2 separate regions of the Gossypium hirsutum genome follow, and region 2 is linked to region 1. A link is a contact called in public Hi-C data. All regions are on one chromosome and are shown on one strand. Each heading gives the region's core, a stretch centred on a gene start, on an enhancer-like site or on the middle of the called end of the contact. The rest is flanking DNA. Distances are from core to core; before and after follow the strand shown. Region 1 holds the start of LOC107926748 (protein LIGHT-DEPENDENT SHORT HYPOCOTYLS 1). Region 2 holds the start of LOC107889548 (transcription factor UNE12).

Region 1 (6,013 bases), core at 899-3,398:
CAAATTGTATATATAACATTTAGATAAACTATATAAGCCATTGAAATATGATGAACTAGAAAAAGAGAAAATACCTTAAAAAGAAAAACAAAAACCATTAAACCATATCATCCCAGACAGTTGCTAATTGCAAAAGGACCCCTTATCCTTGTTCCAATTATATAGTACTTGCTGCAAAAAAAGAAAAAAGAAAAAGAAAAGAAAAGAATAGGAAATGTCTCCTTTAGCATCAAGCCAAAAAAAGAAAATTGAGATTAAAAATGTCCCAAGAAAAGCAAGCAGCAGCTAGCTAGAAAGATAATATCCAAAGTACATAACAGTTTGATGACTGGTTTGAGTATATACCTTTTGTAGAAACAAAATTTGGACCTAAATTTATGAAACTGCATGGACTAATTAGATTAAATTTGAATTTATTTATTATTTTTTTACTACATGTTAATAGGATCTTTCTTTTGTTGCCATCATTTTCTTTTTTGTACTATTCATTTCCAGTTACCTCTGCTTCCTAGTAACTGATCATCATGTCATTACCATTTCAAACTGTCCCCTAAAGACCAATTCGAAGGGTACCCACTTTCCAAAGCAGACTAACCTAGTTTTCAAATGACCAAAGCAAAACATACAGAGATTGTACAAGCTCAATATGGGAAAAAAAGCATAAAATTAAACAAGTTAGAAAAGGGAAAACTCACTTGCAGCAGTGGCATCAGCAAGTGTGGGTGGTGTAGGAGCTGATGATTGTTGTTGTGGTGATGATGGGACAGGTACCTTCAGCTTAGGCCTCTTCCTTTTCTTCTCATAGCTAACACCTCTAGCTTTGGCCTGGAAATCCCTGACTTCCCTCAAGTAAATCCTCACAGCTCTAGCTCCAAAAGGGTTCCCTTCAGACCTACCCCCATGCTCCTCATAGGCAGCCCTGAGTCGGCCAATGAGTGCATCCAGGCTACCCCAAGCTTGTCTAAGAGGACAAGGACAAGGAGCAGGAGGGTTAGGGAGACCATAGAAAGGGCAAGTCTGGTTGTGAACTTTGGTCTTCCCAAATTGATCCAGGTACCTAAGGAACTCAAGGACATGGACACCACTACACATTGAAAGTGAGAGTGGAGGCCTATGGTTTCGCAGGTATTGGCAAAAAGTGTTCCAATCCCTACGCTTCTGGTTCTCATACCGGCTTGGAGTGGTCGATGGAGGTGGAGTCATGGTTGTACTGCTAGAATTAGGCGTTGCAGTTGCACTACTATTACTACTGCTACTAATGATGTTGTTATTGTTGGTAGCCATAGTTGCTATGGTGCTTGAGCTTACTATCCGACTTGGATAGTCATTTGGGTTGTTTTGTGGGGAAACCAAGTCCATTATCAGTTTCTTTCTTGGGTATGAAAAGATCTTGGAAGCTACTGCTTTTCGTGCCGATGATGTTATCTTAGCTTCTTGTTTTGATGCTCTTTGTAGGGTTTCACTTCACTCTTCTATGTTTTTCTTGAAAGATCGGGGGATAATAAGAAAAGTGATGAACAACGTTCACTTGCAAGCATATAGGTGACAAGAATAACTCAAGAAATGATGATGAAATGCAAGATACATGGCTTCCATGAGAATTGATAAGAAAAAAAAACCCAGAAAAAAGGGTGTCCTAAGATTTTTTTTTCTAGGAGAGAAAATCTGGTAAAATTGAATTGGAAACAAAGAGATGATAGCTTTGGGGTTTGAAATTAATCACACAAACAAAAATACACATAAACCAGCAAGCACAGAGGAGTCAGCAAGAAATTCTTGAAAGACTGCAGTTAACTGGTGTATGAACTATGAAAAAGTATGCTTAAAGATAGGGAAAAAAAGAGAAAAAGAAATCAGAGATGATCACTCAGATTCTCTTTTGATTTCACAGAAAAAGGGCAAGCAAACTGAAGTTAAAACACTATTGATAAAGTAAGAGAGAGAGGGGTTTTGAAATAAAGAGAGTAAGAGAATGAGGGAAAATGAATGACACAACTCTCCTTGTCCAATGGCTTAAGAGATGAGAAAGAAAGAGAGAACTGTGAAGAGTTCTCAGACATTGATAGGCCTCTCTGGCTGGTTAATAAGTAGTCGAGAGTTAAAAAAAAGAAAAAAAGGAAACTATGTAGCAAAAAATAGGACAAAGTTTGGCAGTGATATGCAGAGTTGATGGTGACCCAAGGCCTGTACCCAAATATTTCAGGCTTTCATTTTCACTTCATAAAACTTCAAACTCTCCTTCTTAAGCGCGTGTAAATCCCAACAAATGTAATGATGGTAAAGAACTAAAGATTTTCAAAATTTCAGCCTCTAATCAATTCAAACTACACTCAAGATCAATCGTTAATTTATTAATATGTTTATATTTTAATCAATTAATTTAAAAAATTATAAAAAAATTATTATTTAATTTTTTTTAAACTATTAAATTGTTAAACTTTTTTTTTAATTTTACCTAGCGAGTTTTACATAGTGATTTGACATGTCTAAAAAAGTAATATAATTACATATTTTAAAATCTTTATTAATTTTTTATAAATTTATTTTATACCTATGCATCAATAATTTTATGGTTTTAATTTTACAAATTAAAGGTTTGTCTGTTCACAGTTCATTCACATATCACTACAAGCATGATACTATGAGGATGACTACCGACAAATATAGTTGCATTGAGGTAAGTGATTTTACCAAATTTTGATTTAGAAGAAATTTTTATCATGAGAAAATGTATGTCAAATTTATTGTTTTACTTATTTTGCGTGAATTAGATTCAATGATTAAGTTATATTACTATTAAAAGTATGATTGTCTCATGGATTATTTGATAGAAATAAAATGCTAGTTTATCACATGCATAATTGTTATTGGTATAAAATTATAATATACATTATATATCATGTAAGAAAGATGGATGAATGCATGGAATGCACGGTTGGGAAAAAATCTATTAATGAATCGAAACAATACTTTTGCTTTGAATGGTGATGACATTGTTCAAATATTAGTTGAAGAGACTTATATTTTATAGAAACATTATGACCATTTGAGAGAGCCTTCTTAAACTAAGAAGTTGTGTTATTGAATCTAATAGTTACTTTCAAAATGTTGGGTTGAAATGATTTCTTGAAACCAAAAAGTGCATTTTGAAAAGTAATGTCATTTTAAAAAGTCACTTAAGTATCGATTGATGTATTATATATAAACAATAAGCTTAGAGAATAGAAATTTAATTCATTCGATCCATTTTGTGAGTGAAACTTTTTGGTAAAAAAGTACTCTTTCTTTTTTCATGTTATATATTTAACTTTAGATATGAAGTTATTTGTTGATTCAAATCATGATATTAGTAAATAACATTTGAAGGTTATTAATGAGACCTTATTTTAAGTGTATTCATTGCTAAAAATGAAAGTTTACAGATGATCATATAATATGAAAAATCTTGGTTGGTTTAGAAAAATAATAATCATAAGCTAAATGAAATTTATTTATGGTTGAACATTTTTTAGTCTATGTTATAAAGGTTGGACTATAAGTGACTTTGACTAGAAATGAAATAAGTCATATGCAATATGTATGGGTAATTTTTCTAGTCAAAGTAGAATAGTGGAAATCATTAGTTGATATCACAAAATTACTATCCTGGTATGAAATCTTCTAGTGAGAATGTGAACATGATGATCATATATTTGAAATCAAGATCCTACTGTGCATATTTATGATAGTGTACTTGATTTTTATATATGGGTTGGAGATGTAGTAAAATTTTAAATTAACTTTGAAAGCCATGAATAAAAAAAATCTCATATGGAAATATCAATACGAATGTTATTAACCAATTTAGGTGATGCCATGATTTTGATCATAGTCAGGAAATGACTAATAATATCCATGATAAAGGGTGTATAAATGTATAATGTTATAGTTTAAGGATTGGATGATTAACAGTCCTCTAATATGACTAAATTCTAAAAATATATGAAGCACCCTTGTATGTGTATGATTTGTTGAGAAAAAAATAATGTAATTTAAGTATGCATACATGACAAGTTTTAAAGGTCATCTATTGACAATGAAAAGAAGCTATGAAAAATAATAAATATGTTGTATTGTTTCACCAAGGGACTTGAGGCCTCTTTACAACAATTTGCTTGGTGAAAAAGACATGATGTATGACTTCATATATTTAGTGGTTGTGAAATTAATTTATTGGATAAGAAGAAATAAATAAAGTAGACAAATATAAGACCATCATTATAAATAAATAAAAAAAGATCAATTGATCACTATAATTTGATAATAGAAGAAATGATATCCTTGATAACATTCTTTAAGAGAAAGAAATGGTAATTAAACATGGCGAGGATGTTGGTATTGTGTGTTGAAAAACTTGATTAAGAAACAATGATTTTAGGTACAACAGAAGTTTAAATTTTTTTCTTAAACCGAGCTGTTGTGTTATTTATAGTCATAAGCTCTAACAAAAATATACATGTGCTTTGTACAAGAGAGACTAAAGTCGATCTTGCCTGTTAATCGAACGCCCTTCTCCGCTATCCTTGAACCACAAATTGCCTCAAGTGTGAGCTTGAACAATATGAACTAAATCATAAAATGAAAACTTTTATTTACTTTTAGTAGGAAAGCAAATTATCTTTATAATCAGTAACTGTACGTTTTTTCCAAAAAATAAAATTCATTGATAACATGTTAATTTGCACGACATTTTGTGTTTAATTCGGTTTATTTCTGAATTGATTCCTGCTAAATTAAGTGCTTTTATGTTTTAATCTTGTCAGGGATGCAATTGGGATGCTTAGAGACAAAAACAAGCAGAAAAGGACCAAATTGAAACACAATCAATGAAATGAGGCCGAATTAGAAATATGGAGAAATCCAAGGACTCATCAGATTTTTTGACTTTATAAAAGCCAAAAATAGAAAAAAGAATCCTATTTTATTTATTTATTTATTTTATGTTAAAGTGGTTAAGGCTAAAATTAGTAAATTCCATGTATATAAATAGGGCCCTAATGTGCTTAGGAAAGACACATGTAATTCTACATTCTGATTTCAATTAGGAATTGAATAGAATTATTTTCTTTTTTCTTTCAATTTGGGCGTCAGTATTCTGCTGTTCCATTTACATTTCTTGTTCTTTCAAAATTGGTCTAATTGCTTTCCAAGTACTTTTCCTTCCTAACTTCCACCATATTTCATACAAATCCAATCACCTTCCACAACCTACAAGCATGATTAAATCAATGCTACACTAAATTTTATCTTAGCTTTAGGTTGGTGTTCTTTCCGGTTAAGAATCGTGAGATATGTATCCATACCAAAAATCTTTCCAACTGGTATTCACATTTTTCCTAAGTATCGGGATTGAAAACTCATCCCTTAAAGTTAACTCGATTTCAAGTCAAAAAGTGCATATTGGGTTGGAGTCGTGCTTGCTGATAGTTGGAGGAACGAGTCGACCGTGCTATATTCAGATCTCTGAGGACAAATCAAGGAAGAAATGATCAAGTTTAAATGACCCACGTGGCTGAGGCCATTAATTCGAGTTAGGTTCTTCAGAGCGCAAGGCTGTCGAAATTTTGAATCGGGAACACGTGTATCTCGGTTAGATAATCGGTAAGGGTTAGCTTGCAAGTCGTACCGGGACCAACTATGAGAGGAAGAATTGGTGGTTAGGACGTTCTTAACTGTTATAACCAACTTATCGTTTGGAGGAGAAGATTAATTTTTGAGGATCGATTTTTAGTCAGAAATCTACCGAGTTTAGGGCTAAGGCTTATTATCTCTGTTTACAAAAATTTGAATTTATTTCCCGATCTAAATTTATTTATAATATTAATTAATTGTTTATTTACACTGATTCGATTATTTACTTTCTAAACATTTTCAAAACCCCCAGATTTATTTGTTATTTTTTTTGCAGGTCCATTTGGAGTTGCGGGCACGACCTTCGACACAACAAACGTTCTGTTCACAAGATAAACGCATA
Region 2 (5,809 bases), core at 684-3,183, 260 kb after region 1:
GTACAACCTTAAAAGAAAGAACAAAAAGGTAGTTCAATTCCAAATTTTAAATTTCTTTTGGTATATACTAAACATAAAAAAATATATGTTTTATGATAAGTTAATACATTATTTATAACAATATTATATCAGACATCATAATTGATAATTTTACTGATATTTTACCCATGAAAAAGTAGTCCAAATTAAGTTTCAAATGCTATAGGAAATAGGCTCCTTATAGGGCATCTTTATTAAGCACAAAGTCCAAAAAACTTTAGGGGAAAAATGAAAATATAAAGGGTATATCTGTCCCAAAAAAAGTTTTACCTGGTGGAGTTGCGGTGGAGGCTGAGGTGGCGGTGAAGCACGGATTTGCTGAGTTTGCATTTGTCCAAAAGGTGGAAACAAGCTTACCATATGCATAGAATCTCTCTCCTGCCACAAAGCAAAGTTACAAAAGAAAACACACACGCACATTATGACTGAATTACCCTTCTAATTTCTTGATGTTCATATATAAAGCATATAAATATAGAACATTAGAAAAAAAAATCGCTTTATTTTTCAAAGGAGGAACATCAAGTCCAAGTTAGGAGGAATTAGCAGTAGGAAAAGCCGACTTTAAGAAGGAAAAATTAGGTACAAAAGCGAAAATATTTTTCAGCATGAATTATGAAAAAGTAGTTAAAAAATAAGAAACCCTTGGAAATAATGCTTCTATTCCTAATATCCTACCATTGATAAATCTTCAAAAGAAATAATTGGTTCTACCATATGATTTCATGTCATTTTACCGTCAAAGAGAAACTTGTATCAACTCTTAAGTGCAAAGGGTATAAAAATTGTATAATAGCCCATATTTTAAAGAAAAGGGAAAGAGAAAGAAGACAAGTAAAAAGATAGGTTTAATAGATGGAAAGTGAGATTGATTGAATTTTCATACACTGATTCCAGAAACAGCAGAAGCAGCTGAACAAGAAGCATTGTTGTTGTTGTTGTCAACTACAACTCCATCTTCATGTCTTAAGAATCCATGTTCCAAATTCAACCCTAAAGGCATCATGCCTATTCCTCTAAACCCACCACCACTATCGCCACCACTGGCGCCAGTTGCACCACCACTTGAACCTAATTGCAACCCCATAGGCAAGGTGGCACCACCACCTCCGCCACCACCATAGCCTGGTGGTACTGCCAGGATCTGTTCAAAGAAATCATCACCTAACCCAGCTTCCTGTTGTTGATTACCTGCCATATTTAAAAACGCAAACACGCAAAGCAACTTCTTCTTCCCGGCCCTCTCTATTACTTGTATGTGTATGTGTGTAAAATAAGACTTTTTGTCTTTAGGTTTCACTATATATATAAAAGACGTGTTTCTCAATGTTTTAGACAGTGGGAAGAGATTTTAAAAACAGGGTTCTTTCTCTTTTCTTCTATTTTTGGAGTTTGATTATATTTTTTCTTGGTGGTGGGTTTTATAGAAAGTTAAGAGGGGGTTTAACGGGGTAACCAAGAAAAGGTGGAAGGGGTGTTGGTGAAGTGGGTGGCAGATCCGGAACCCGATAATCCGGAAAGGAAATTGTGGATTCCAAGAAGAATTTTCAAGGTATGGCCTTTTCACTTGGTGTTGGTTTGGTGTTTTTTTTTTTTTTGGTTTAAATGGATTGGAAACTGTGAGAGAGAGAGAGAGAGAGAGAGAGAGAAGGGTTTGAGTTTGAGAAGAGAAGGGAAGATGAACTGAAGAAAGTGTTTGATAGTGTGGGTTTGGGTTTTGAGTCTCCAACTTTGTGTTTAGTGAATATGGTAGAGGAGCTTTGGTTTGTGTTCTGAGGTATGGTTTTAAAGGAAAAATAATAATACCAAAGAAAAAGAGTTGGCTTTTAGGCAAAACTCGAATAGAAGAGAGTGGGAAAAGAAAAAGTAATCAAATGGAGTAATGATTGTGGTTTGATGAACTCCATTTTGTGTTGTATTATATATTAAATTTTTAATTCAGTTTGGAAATTAATAAAATTATGTTATTTTTATAAATTTAAAAAAATTTATATTTTTAATAAAACAATACTTGAATAAAATTTAAATTTAAAATATTAAATATTTAAACTTTTAACTTAATCACTTCAATTAACACTTTACTTGCTTTTAACATAAAACTTTTTATAAATAAATTTTTCAGGTGAACCACTAATTTACGGTACATACAATCCATGGGTTCTTTTTATTTATTTAAATATATAATGCAAGTTTTGTTTAATATATAAATCATAATCTTATTTTTTATAATTAAGATTTTTTTAAAATGAACTAAATATGATTTATTACTTTTTAATAAAAATAATTTATATATGTAATATTATATGTTACAATTATTTTTAAATGATTGTTGAAGAAAATAACAATAATTTTGTTTTTTTGGCCTCTTAAAAAGGACTATTGCTTGTATTTTCTTTGATTCATGAATAATTATTCCATATATAATGTTGAAATCAAAATAAATATGAAACCATGCTCAAGATGAGGTTTGCAAGCTTAATTCTATTCACTAAAAATAAAAATATATATGATTATGTAAAATTTAAAAAAATGAGTGCTTTCTTATAAAAATAACTATAAACAAAAATTAAATAAAAAAGAAAGAAATAAAATGCAATAAAAAAAACTCTAACATAATTAAGGTCTTGCTTGATAAAAGGTTAAAAATATTAGTAAAATAAAAATTAATATTTGCAACAACTTAATGTTTTTTTAAACATTTTTTATGACCCACAATAAAATTCAATTATTATTTTATTTTATTTTATTATTTAATAACTTAAATTCAACATTTAATTTTTTAATGCTTATTTTTTTATTTTATCAAACATAACCTGAATAATTACAACTAACAAATGAGGAAATATATATATATAAAACACTCCATGCGCAATCATTTATATAACACAACATATTTTATTTATATGCTTACCAATACTAATGAAAAATTCGTTAAAGAATAATATAAATGATTGCAAATTATTTTATTAAAAATTAAATATCAATTCAAAAATTTTAAAAAAAAATGAAACACATGCATAAATAATAGATGTGTTTTATAGAATTCATGCTATTTCTAAATAAATAAAAAATACATGATATACTAATGAGAACAATTAAGAATATTAATTAATATATATTTTTTATATAATTGTCCTATCCGATCCTTAAATAGGAGGATAAATTTCTTCTTGCATTGACAATAATATAGATATCATTGAGCTAAAATTTAATCCGAAAAAATATTAATTAATCTCTTGAATTATTTTAAATAATTGAAATTTAAATGTCAATTCAAATTTGAATTCAAATTCAAAGATAATTATCAATTGTTTTCTTTTGGCAAAAACACATTTTGAGTCTCTCTCAATTCAATGTTGAGCAAATCAATTCCTCTTTAAAAAATCGAAATCCTAGTTAATATTGAGTATGCCTCATATTTCAGTCAAATTTGAGAGATAATTTTTCAGTTAAACTTTGTTTATTTGTTTCAGTCAAATTCTAATTAGTTTAGATTATTTTATTATTATTTGACCTACAAATTTAGCTTATAAATAAGTTCTTTTACAACCTTATAAAATACACTCATTAAAGATTAAAACTCATAACACTTTTGGAGAATTTTATATTTACGTTTTGAGGGTTCGTTCTTTTCGAGTTTCAAGGATTAGTTTTGATCTCCATCTTTTTTACTCTTCGTTCTTTTGCCATTATAGTATAATTATCTTTGCCCGTGGTATTTTATCCACATTGGAAGGGTTTTTCCATGTTAAATTTGTGTGCTCAATTTCTCAATTTCTTTGATTTTTTTTGCTTGTTTGTTGCTTAATCAGTTTGATCCCCAACAAGTTGTATCAGAGTTAGTTTGATTTTCACAGATTAGCCCGTTCAGAGATGGTAGCAATAAGGTTCGACATTGAGAAGTTCGATGGTGTCATAAATTTCAATTTGTGGCAAGTTCGGATGATGGCAATTCTAATTCAGACCAGCTTGAAAAAGGTCATTACCAGAAAAAAGCCTGAGAATCTAGATCAGACAGAATGGAAAGAGGTTGATGAAAAGGCCTTGTCTACAATCTAGTTGTGCCTTGCGAATGGGGTATTGCAGGAGGTATTGATGGAGAAATCCTCATCTGCCTTGTGGAAAATGTTAGAAACTCTTTATGTGACTAAGTCTCTGACTAACCATTTAGAGTTGAAACAATGTTTATTTACATTTTGCATGAACGAATGTGAGCTTCTTAGAGATCACATTAGTCAATTTTTTACTCTTTTGAACAATTTAAAGAATGTTGAGGTTATGGTTGATGATGAAGATCAGGTTATGCTATTATTGTGCTCTTTACACTATTCATACAAGTCTTTCAGGGAGACCTTGATTTATGACAGAGACAAACTCTCATTCGAGGATGTGAAGGGTTATTTGTTGAGTAAAGATAAACTCGACAATGAGTTTGGTTTGGATATCAAGGCAAATAGGCAAGCTTCCATTTCGGTAACATCAAAGAAGCGAGACAAAAAGTGTCGTTATTGTAAGAAGTTAGGTCACATCAAAGCAAATTGTTATAAACTACAAAATAAAAGTGTTGGTGAAAGCAACGAGGAAAATGTAGCTAGTGCTATTGGTCGATGAAAGTAGTGATGATTTCTTGTTAGTGTCAACGAGCGAAAGCTCTGAACTTACGTCCGAGTGGGTCCTAGATTTTAGATGCTCTTTCCACATGTGTCCCAATAGAGAATATTTTTCCACATACAGTTCGGTTAAAGGTGGAGTTGTAAGCATGGAAAACGATTCATCAAGTAAGGTAATCGGTATTGGTACTATTAAAATTAGGATGCACGATAGGACAATTAGGGCACTTTTAGATGTCAGGTATATACTTGATTTACGAAAAAATCTCATCTCTTTAAGTATTTTAGACTCAAAAGGTTGCAGGATCAGCATCGAGTTTAGCGATGTTAAAGTGTCTCGTGGGGCTCTCATTTTGTTAAAAGATAAAATGATCGACATTCTTTATATTCTGGAAGGTTCTAGAGTTACTGGTGAAAACGGATGTCTCTCGTCTGTTACGGAGTTGAAGTCAACTCGATCGGAGAAAGAACAACTTGGTCATATGAGGGAAAAAGGTATGACCGTTTCGTTGAAGAGAGGTTCTCTTTTGGATGTAGGTTTTGAAAAGTTAGGGTACTGTGTTCACGAAAATCAGACCCGAGTTAGTTTTGATTTGGCAGTGCACAAGTCGAAGGCTAGAAGTCTCTCAACTTCTAAGCATAGATTCGACTCAATTAATTCCCTGCACAGTTCAAGATAGGTCCGTGGCGGGTTTTGGCAAAGATGACGTGGTGGAAATACGAGTTAAGGTGAAGATTTGTTGAGTATGCCTCATATTTCGGTCAAGTTTGGGAGATAATCTCCTAGTTAGACTCTCTTTATTTGTTTCAGCCAAACTATGATTTGTCTAGATTATTTTATTATTATTTAACTTAAGAATTTAGCCTATAAATAGATTCTTTTACAACCTTAGAAAATACACCCATTAAAAATTAAAACTCATAACACTTTTGGAGAATTTTGTGTTTACGTTTTGAGGTTTAGTTTTGATATCCATCTTTTGTACTCTTTGTTCTTTTGCCATTATAGTAAAATTATCTTTGCTCGTAGTTTTTTTTATCCTTTTTGGAGGGGTTTTTCCAGTTTAAATTTGTGTGTTTAATTTTTTAATTTCTTCCGCTATTTTTACTTGTTCGTTGCTTAATCGAGTCGATCCCCAATAGTTAATTTCAAAAGTGAG

What was found. A called contact is a pair of places that touch in the nucleus more often than the background predicts.
Region 2: a Hi-C map of leaf shows a contact between it and region 1, with 1.7 times the contacts expected there. The contact joins the promoter of LOC107889548 here to the promoter of LOC107926748 in region 1. A contact is called at or near these places in 3 of 34 Hi-C or Micro-C datasets (leaf and petal).

Annotation. Positions count from the first base shown.
Region 1 is chrA11:106,844,036-106,850,048 of Gossypium_hirsutum_v2.1, forward strand. It overlaps LOC107926748 (protein LIGHT-DEPENDENT SHORT HYPOCOTYLS 1), which reads right to left and starts at 2,149. Exons shown (of 2, transcript XM_016857668.2): 1 at 696-2,149; 2 at 1-171. The coding sequence starts at 1,359. The coding sequence ends at 158.
Region 2 is chrA11:107,105,299-107,111,107 of Gossypium_hirsutum_v2.1, forward strand. It overlaps LOC107889548 (transcription factor UNE12), which reads right to left and starts at 1,934. Exons shown (of 7, transcript XM_016814019.2): 1 at 926-1,934; 2 at 310-417. The coding sequence starts at 1,237.